Linked DNA regions of Anser cygnoides: region 1 is linked to region 2. A link is a contact called in public Hi-C data. All regions are on one chromosome and are shown on one strand. Each heading gives the region's core, a stretch centred on a gene start, on an enhancer-like site or on the middle of the called end of the contact. The rest is flanking DNA. Distances are from core to core; before and after follow the strand shown. Region 1 holds the start of POLR3F (RNA polymerase III subunit F). Region 2 holds the start of DSTN (destrin, actin depolymerizing factor).

The links. Hi-C and Micro-C count contacts between places; a contact is called where the count stands out from the background.
Region 1: a contact with region 2 is called in a Hi-C map of liver, with 1.9 times the contacts expected there. The contact joins the promoter of POLR3F here to the promoter of DSTN in region 2. A contact is called at or near these places in 3 of 7 Hi-C or Micro-C datasets (granulosa cells and liver).

What each region holds. Positions count from the first base shown.
Region 1 is chr3:15,170,938-15,175,290 of Taihu_goose_T2T_genome, reverse strand. It overlaps POLR3F (RNA polymerase III subunit F), which reads right to left and starts at 1,250. Exons shown (of 9, transcript XM_048078909.2): 1 at 1,104-1,250; 2 at 673-790. The coding sequence starts at 1,159. It overlaps DZANK1 (double zinc ribbon and ankyrin repeat domains 1), which reads left to right and starts at 1,170. Exons shown (of 22, transcript XM_048078905.2): 1 at 1,170-1,253; 2 at 1,786-1,841; 3 at 2,819-2,943; 4 at 3,575-3,728. The coding sequence starts at 2,835.
Region 2 is chr3:14,998,496-15,003,072 of Taihu_goose_T2T_genome, reverse strand. It overlaps DSTN (destrin, actin depolymerizing factor), which reads right to left and starts at 2,382. Exons shown (of 4, transcript XM_066993538.1): 1 at 2,240-2,382. The coding sequence starts at 2,242. LOC136790336 (a long non-coding RNA gene) reads left to right here and starts at 2,468. Exons shown (of 2, transcript XR_010830066.1): 1 at 2,468-2,605; 2 at 2,957-3,170.

The DNA.
Region 1 (4,353 bases), core at 1-2,500, 170 kb before region 2:
GGAGTCCTGATAACAAAGGGAAATGCCAAGCAAGATGTAGGAAATTTCTAGAAGATGCAAACAAACTCCTCAGATGTCTCACCTGCTTATTATCAGAGTAATCCACAAGCTCAGGATTTCGTGAGGGGTTTGGTGAAATGCTTCACATATAAGACCATAGGCTAACATCCATTCTTTCATCTCTTTATCACTAGCTAGTTCATTCCCTACCAGGCTTCGTTATCACTGTGGCTAACCCCCTGCTGAACCACAGTAACTACACTTGCACTTGACTGTTACATACAAGAGCACTGTATCGCATTTTATTTTACATAGTAAATACAGAAAGTAATACATAGGGGGGAAGAGCAAAGGATTCTGCACACCTCAGAAGACTAATGTGTTACTTCTCAGTGGCAGCTTCCTAACCTATACAGACAAGTAGACATACGCACATTAACTTTCTATTACAGAGCGGAAACGGTAACTTTTGAGGTATGTTTAACTGGTTATGGAGACCCTGAGTGGTTACGGCAACCAAAAAGAAGCTATGGCAACCGTAAATTACAGCAAACGCCACTGACTCCAACCAGACCCGCTCGGTAGCCCTGCCCAGCCGGCGGCCACCACGCAGCCCGTCCATACGAGTGGCGCGGGGTGCCTGAAGCAACGGGGGAGCTCCGCGGGGCCTACCATGGAGAGCAGCCTGTTGATGGCCATGGCTCGCTGCTGGGCTTCCATGTGCGGCATGTCATTCTGGATCACCTGGTCGGTGATGCCGTGGGGGAACTGGTGGCACAGCTCGATTATCCTGGGGGAGGGAGAAGAGCGAGGTTAAAAACCGTATCCTGCCGCATCCGAAAGGTCGGGGTCGGGATTGAAGGGCAAGAAGAGAAGAGCTCATGGATAAAACTATGACGAAATGCTTCTTGGTCATGCCTATGCGCTCCGGCAAGCCCCGGAGAAACCAAACTTCGCTCCATTTTGGTTTTGCGCCGCTCTAAGCCCTGGGTGGAAAGTGACGGCGCGCAAGCAGCGACCAGACAGCTTTAGGAACCGAACGACGGGAGACAGGAGAGCTGCGGCCCCCGGGTCGCTCCTCCCGGCCCCGCCGCCCCGCTCACCGGCTCTCGATGTCCACCGGGTCGGGCGCCTCCGGCTTCACCCGCACCTCCGCCATGGCGCCGCCGCGGCGCGCACCGATGGCGTCGGAGCCGGGCGGGGAGCGGGGGGCGGGACGGGGCGGTTGCTAGGCCGGGATCGTGGCGTCTGTGGTAACTGGGGGGGGAGGATCGAGTCGGGAGGGCAGGGATCGAGTGGGGCGCGCAGGGATCGAGCGGGGTGGGCAGGTGCTCCGCAGCAGGGATCCAGTGGGGATGGGCAGGGGCTCTGGGATTGTGATTGACGGGGGAGGGCTGGGATCGAGTGGGGTGGGTGGGGATCAAGAGGGGGTGGGCAGGGAATCCATAGCAGGGATCGACTGGGATGGGCAGGGATCGGGGGGGCATTCAGGGGCTTTGCAGCAGAGGTCGGTCGGGGTGAGCAGGGGCTGTGTGTCTGGGCGCTGCGGGGGGGACAGGCCTCTGCTCCGGGACCAAGCAGGGTGGCAGGATCGTGTGAGGGGATCGAGTGGGGCTCCATCCTGCATCAACAGGATGGAGCGGGGTTGTGCGGTGTGAGGAAGGGGCACGGGGCCTGGCGGGGCTGAGGGCGTCTCCTGTCACAGGGGGGCTGCCAGCGGGACCTGTTCTGTCCCTCTGGTGGGCTCCCACCAGGCTGACTGGGGACCCTGTGCTTCTGCCCCAGGTGTGCCAAGAGCTGTCAGAGCCTTGAGGAGAACTGGTCACAGCCCCTGGTGTCAGGTAAAGGTCTGATCTGCACGCCCTTACGTGACTTTGCCGCAGTGTGCATGCAGCACAAGAGAGCTTTGGCTGAGAACTGTCCGTGTTCCTCATGTGCAACCCAGCGCGGAGATGGGCAGCTGCAGGCAGCGCGGTGCCTTACCCCAGTCAGAGCATGGGCTGACAGACACCCTCTGTGCAGAATCCTGACTGCGTTAATGGGTGGGGTGAGAGGTGTTTCTGGAGGATCGAAAGGTTAGCTAAAAAAAACAAATCCTTCTAGTGTACATGCATTTTCTGGCCCTGAATATCAATTCCTAAGATCTGCTGAACATCTTTTTGTATAGTAACATGTTACTGAATCCAAATTCACTCTCATATTTTGTGACGTGATGACATAATACATAATACATAAATTATGGTAAATAATGTTTGGCATGTGCTTTATAGGTATATTTTTAATGCATGCCATAAATGAGATAAGCTTAAGGAATACCTGTCTCTCTCTAGCCCGCTTCAGGACATCTTCTTGCATTGCCTTGACATCCATTCAGGTGGCCACAGCAAAACAAGTAGCTTGCTCTTCCTGCAGAGAAAATGACACCATATCTTTAATGATTAGAGTCAAGATACCTCACTGGTCTCTCTCAGCACGTATCACTGATGTATGATGCTAAAGTTGTTTCCCTTGAATACTCAGAAGTCAGACTTGAGCAAGGAAAGCTGAAGTGAAATAAAGGCAACAGAGCTCATCTTAAGCTTTGTTCACAGTTCTGTAATAGGAGAAAATGTCAAAAGTCTGATGATCATTAGGATCTTATTATTTTTCAATGTGAAAAGCACATAAATATTAATGAGTGAGCAGTTTAAAGTATCCAGTGTTCTCTCTCCTAAAATAAACAAATGAAGATGAGGAATTACATTAAAAGACCATATTTCTTAATGCATTCTTCTGTCAAGAAAAATATTGTCTGCCTTTTTGTTTTTCTGTTTTAAAGATCACTGGTGAGAAAAATGACAGCGGGCTCTGTCTCAGTTCCTCAGGTCATACCACTTCGAATCCCTCTTCCAGGGAAGGCTAAACATGAAATAGATACAAATACTCTCGTAGAAATAAAATCAGGTATGAATAATAGCTTTAACTCTATATAAAACATTTTCTTATGTGACCATTTGAAACTTTATCATATATTTATGAATATCCACTTCCTTGAGTAACTTATAAAATTAACTGTGTTTCGATACACCAAATATACATGCACTTGATTTGATTAATTCAAACAATGTTATTGACATGGGGGTTACTCCTCTATGTTAGCAGTCTTAATTGCTTTCAAGATCAAGCTCTTTAAGCTGTTGCTTTTTGCTGTGACTGCAAAAACAGCACTTGAAAGTATCCTGTGCTAGGCTCACCCTAAAGGACTTCCTTACAATTCCACATTTCATCGTAGGAAAAAATATATTTTTTTTGGTTTTAGAACGGATGAGTTTTTGCAATGTTTCCCAATGTTTCCCATTGTACAGCTACTTTAAGAAGAGAAATATTGCTTACAATTGAAATTGTATTCATTTAGTAACCAATTTTTCATGGGAGAAACAATTTTGGTCATGAACTTTCAGTCATTTATGCAACTGCTTTATTCTGTTTATGTGAGAAAAATCAAGCACAGCAGAGAGAATTTCCAGAGCTGTAGCATTTGTTTTTTTTACAGCTCTCACACAGTTTGGCTGATTACTTTCTCTATGTCTTTCAGATACACCTGAGGTCTCCATTTATTACACATTAGATGGAAGTAAACCAGAACGCAATAAGAAACCTGGCTATGGAGAGCACAACACTTTTAAATATAAAAGTCCGATCATATTACCAGTTGGGAAAATCATGGTCAAGGCACTTGCAGTTACAAAGTAAGTATCCTGGTTTCTTTTAGTTTTATTTTGTCAGGGGACTGATATGCCAGCAGTGGCTTAAAGCCATGATGTTTAAAGTACCCTGTATTTGGAAAATGAGAGACAGCTCTTTCCCCAACCAGTTTGCAATCTAAGTGATCTTTATGGGTGCATTGTCTTCACTTTCTCATAAAACTTTTTATTTATTAAGTGTTTATGGGGATGGATTATCTCTAGGATGTTTATATTCTGTGACATGGATGTAGGCCAATGATCTGTAGAGGCTGTGGGTGAGAGACTAATAAAACACACTGTACTCAGAGTTCATCTCTCAACGTGATCAAAAATGCCAGAGGGACTAGTGTGGTATTTTCTGGCGTCAGCAGTCATCCAGTGATTCAACAGATTTATAAAAGCTGGTCTTCCCAGGAGTTTGCATAGTTGCTCTGGAAGGAGCACAGAATGGCAGACCCCACAGCTCAAGAAAAATGTTGCCATGCACAAGAGTGAAGTAAAAATGCAACATTCCAGAGAAATGGATTTTGCTACACAGACGTTGACTTTCTCCTAACTTCATGCTTGGAGACAGGGAATACGTGCATTCTCTGTTGTATTTTCATCCTGTTTTTCAAAGGGAGCAGAA
Region 2 (4,577 bases), core at 1,133-3,632:
AGAAGAAAAATAAATCTCTCCTGAATTCCTGGAGGTTATTTCCGCTGGCTGAAAGCTGAGGAAAGCATCACCTTCACTCAGCTATCGTGAGGCTCGCTCCTGGTAATTGTCCAGGTAGGCAGGACAAGCACTGCCTGCGGAGAGAGGCAATCCCGGCAGCACTGCTGAAAAACAGGAAGTGTGGCAGCCAGGGGGAGGGCAGAAATTTTGAGCAGCGCCTGCTCCTCCGCTGAAACACATGTTTGTGAGGTAATGCGGGTGTAAGCTGGCACTCGGCGGGACTCTTGCCGGAAAGCAAAGCTTCTTAGGAGCACATTCAGCACAGAAATCAGCTAGTTCGAGCCCAACCGCCTGCAGGAATTTTCTCGTGGTCCTCTGCACTCCTATGGCAACCTCAAGATCACCCTTAAGAACAGCTTTTGAAGGCCTCTCCGGGCATCCCAGACACTTTTTTTTAATCAAGATATCCTTGAGACTGCTGCCAACAGCGAGCAGTCAGGGGAGCAGAAGGCTCCAAACAGCTTCAGATGCAAGTTCTGGCTGTCCGCAGGCTCTCCCGCATGAGATTGCTGAGCTCAGCCCTCGCTCCCCACTGGAGCCTCCCAGTAGCGATATCCTGGCGGTGCGAGCAGGAACACGCCCCACACCCACACTACCCATTGTCAGGAGGCTGTCAGCTCGCATACGAGGCACACGTACCTTGTAATTACACGGATTGGGGAATACTGTTGACTAACAACGAGGAAAAAATGATTTGCACAGCCCTCCGAAGACCGTGGAATCATTTAATCCAGTAGTAAAGCAAACCGAACCTCGTGGCAAGACAGATAAAAGCCGAAAATCCAATGTTCTTTTGATGTAAAGTGACGCCCTGCTGCTTGGCGTTATGGTACTCTGCCAAAAGGCCTACGCTCTGCCTAAAAGCAAAATCGTTTGCTGCAACTAGAACGCATCTAAAAACACAGGAACCAAAAAAAAAAAAAGCCAAAAAAACACACCCTGTTCTAAAAAAGATCACTATGAGAAATGCTAGTTCTGGCTGACTTGGGAATTGCCTGGTTCTGAAGCAAGATGCAGCCTGACACGCCGAGGAGTCATTTTAAACTAGGTTTGCGTACTGCAGAGGTGGCAGCTAGCTTGTTCAGACAAGCCTATTTTAAACAAGAGCTGCAAGTCTCGTCAGACTTTTCAGCAGCTTCATCTGCAACTCCCATTAGCTCTGCTCCACGCTGCAGCCCGGCCGGGGATGCTTCAGCTGGGTTTTATAGGAAGCAGGGAGATTACCAGCACATCCTGCGCGCTGGGGCCGTGCGGGGCGGGAGTTTATCCACGAGCTGTGCCCTGCGTCGGGGACACGAACGGCGAATGCTGCGGGTGGGCTGCGACGCCCTTCAAAAGCTAGCGGCGAATAACCTAACGGAGGGCGTTAAGAGACGCCGGTGTTTGGTGCCGGAAAGGCAAGAACAGGGCGGTAATTAGGGCTGTGCGAGCTAATTCATGCCAATTCATCAATCTCAGCCGTGCGGGTTAAACGGGGGGGTGGGGTGATGGGAGGGGGCAAACTTCGCCTTTACCCCCCCCCCCCCGATCCGCCCACACGGCGCCGGGGCACAATGGCCGGGCGGCTCTCTGGGGGCGTTTCTCCCCTCACGGCCGAGGCAGGGCTCGCACCCTCCTCCTCCTCCTCCTCCTCCGCCAGGCTCCAGCGGCCTTGGGCGCCCCCCCACCCCCTCCCCCCGAGGAAGATGGCTCCCGCCGCGCGGCCGGATGCGGCCGGGGGCAGCCGCAGCTTCCTGCCGGGCCGGGCCGGGCCGGGCCGTACCCCCCCCACCCCCCGACCTACAAAAGCCCCGGGGGGGGGGGGGGGGTTGGGTGCGGCCGCGCCCTGCGGCACAGACAGGGAGCGCTGGGAGGGGCCCCGCGGCGCGCTCCGCTCCCCCCCCGCGCCACGAAATGGACGCGCTCGGCCCCCCGCGCGCGCACGCGGCGCGGGCCGTACCATCGCGCCTCCGGGGGGGGAGGGGGAAGGGGCGCTCTGAGGGGATGGAACGTACCACCGCAAAGCGGGGGGGGAGGGGAGGAACGTTCCACGGCACTGATGCGGGGGGGATATGGGGGGGGGGGGGATTCCGCCGCCTCACGGCGCGGCGCCCCGAGGGACCGGAGCCCGGCGGGGAGCCGCCGGTAGGCTCCCGGGGCTGTGGGGTGGAGGGGGGGGGGCGCCCCGCAGGTCCCTTACCATGGCGGCGGCGGCGGGCGGCGGAGCGCGGTGCGGCGGCGGCTGCTCCCCTCGGCGGCTGGGCGCGGCGCGGGCTCCGGCGGCAGGAAGGGAAGCGGCGAGGGCGCGAGCCGGGCGGAAACGCTGCCGACGTCACGGCCGCCGGGCCCGGAGGAGGAAGCGGTTGCTATGGTGGGAGCCCCGCGTGGCAACGCCCCGCTGCCTCACTAGAGACAGAGCGCATGCGCGCCTGCCGCCCCCCCGCTCCGTACGCCCCCTGAGGGGGGCGGGCCGCCCAATCGGAGGCGGAGCCGGCGGGTGATGGATGGCCGGCCGGCCAATGGCGGCGGGCGCTGAGAGAAGAGGGGCGGGGCTACCTGCCCCAAGGTGTGCGCGGAGGGCGGGGGGTGCGTGAGGGAATGAGGGGGGGGCAAAAGGAGGGGGGGGTAAAAATGGGGGCGTGAGGGGGCAAAACGGCGCGTGAGGGGCCAAAATGGGGGCAAAAAGGGGGCAAAATGGGGGTGTGAGGGGGTAAAAAGGGGGTGTGAGGGGGTAAAAGGGGATTTAGGGGGGTAAAAGCGGGGGCGGGGGCGGCTGTGAGGGGCAGGGAGCGATCGTGAGGGGAGGCGGCCGGGTCGAGGCCGGGCGGGGGCGGCGGCGGGCTGAGGAGGCGGTGAGGGGGAAGTGGCTTCGCTCGCTCGCCTTTTTTTTTTTTTTTCTAATTTTTTTTTTTTTCAGGGTTTTTCACTACCTACTTTGGTGCGATCTCAGCCAGCCACTCGTGATTGGCTGGCGCCGGCCGTTGCCGCGGCGAGCCGAGGAAACCCTGTGCATCGCGCCGGCCTCCAGACAAAGCACCCGGCGCCCGGCCTCCGCTCCTGGGGCGCTCGCCCCGAAATGCTGCAAAAAAAAAACAACAATAAAAATAATAAAAATGTTATCGTTTCCTTAACGTTTCTGCGCGATGTGTTGCGGGGCTTCTGTAAGCAGGCTGTTCGCTGATTGCTGAAGCGTCTAACGTGAAAAAGTAGAGGTGGTTTGGCTTCGTTACTGGGTGCGGCGATGCTCCCGGCTTGAACTGCCATGAATTGATGAGCAAAGAACCCCCAGCATCAAGCGTGTTTGTTGAGCCTCTCTCTCTGTGCCTGCTTGTAAGCAGAAAACAAAGCAAGATTTGTGTGGCTGTTTTCAGGGCTGGCGTACGAGGCAGCAATATTTCTGGCTTACATCTAACATAAAGCATCAACAACAAAGGTGTAAGCCATACCTTACAGTTTTTATCCATATTCCCCCGTTCTAGTTACACACATAATTTTTTTTTCTAACCTCCTTGCAGCATACCCCCGTCGTTTCCCTTTTTAGATGCTGTTGTGCCTGCTCACTTGAGATATGGGTTGCTGAAAGATCGCATATTGAAAATGCATGTGTTGAAAAAGCAGTCCTGTTCCGGCAGGCTCTTTTGTTGGGTGCCTTGTGCTGGCAAGGGGTCCCTTTTGCAAGAGCGTTTGTTTGTGGTGAAATTAAGTGGTACTGGTGAGCCTTTTGCTAGACTTAAATGGCAGTGGGTGGGTTGTTCCTCCCTATGCTCCTTTCTGATGTATTTAATCAAGGAATGCTAAATTGGGAGCAAAGTCTTTGTCTTTGAAAGTAAAAAGAATTGAGTGGGAACTTTCTCTTTTTTTTTTTTTTTTTTAAATGTATGGTTCTAAAATAAGTCAGGTAAAATGCCTCTGTAATAGAGCACCAGACCTACAAATGCATTTCTCCAGACAACCCTTTCTGGTCCTGTATTTCGATGCCAGCTGTTGGCACGGTGTGGGTGAAAGCTACAGCTCATTGGTGCTGGGAAGGGAAAATTGAGGCACACACTGGCTGCCAGAGCCTCTGCACGGTGCCATAGCAGACCTCCATCTCTGGTGGCATGAGACTGGGACCCGGGGCAGCTGTGCTTTTTGGTTTTACTTCATGTGGGCGATTTGTCTGTGGTTGTTCTGAGCTTGCTCTCGATAATTCGGTTTCACTATGAGAGAGCGGGGTGCAGAAATCAGATGTCCTGGGGAGGAGGGGAAAGGATGATGTAAGGCCATGAGAACAGGGCCGGGGCTGTTTCATACTGTATACTTATAAGGGAAAATGAATTGAAACTGGCCCCTTGGCTCAGTCTGTTTCAAGAGGTTTTTGTTGTGTTTTTGGAAACGTTGCAACGGGTTGAGAGGGTACCTGACAAGTTAAAGGCGCCTCAGCAAGGAAGAGCTTTTGCAAGGACTCTCACTTGTTTCTATCTCATGTGACAGATGCGCTCCCTCTGCGAAGGGCAGGTCACCGAGAGCCACGATGCCTTTTCAAAAGGCTTTGTGCC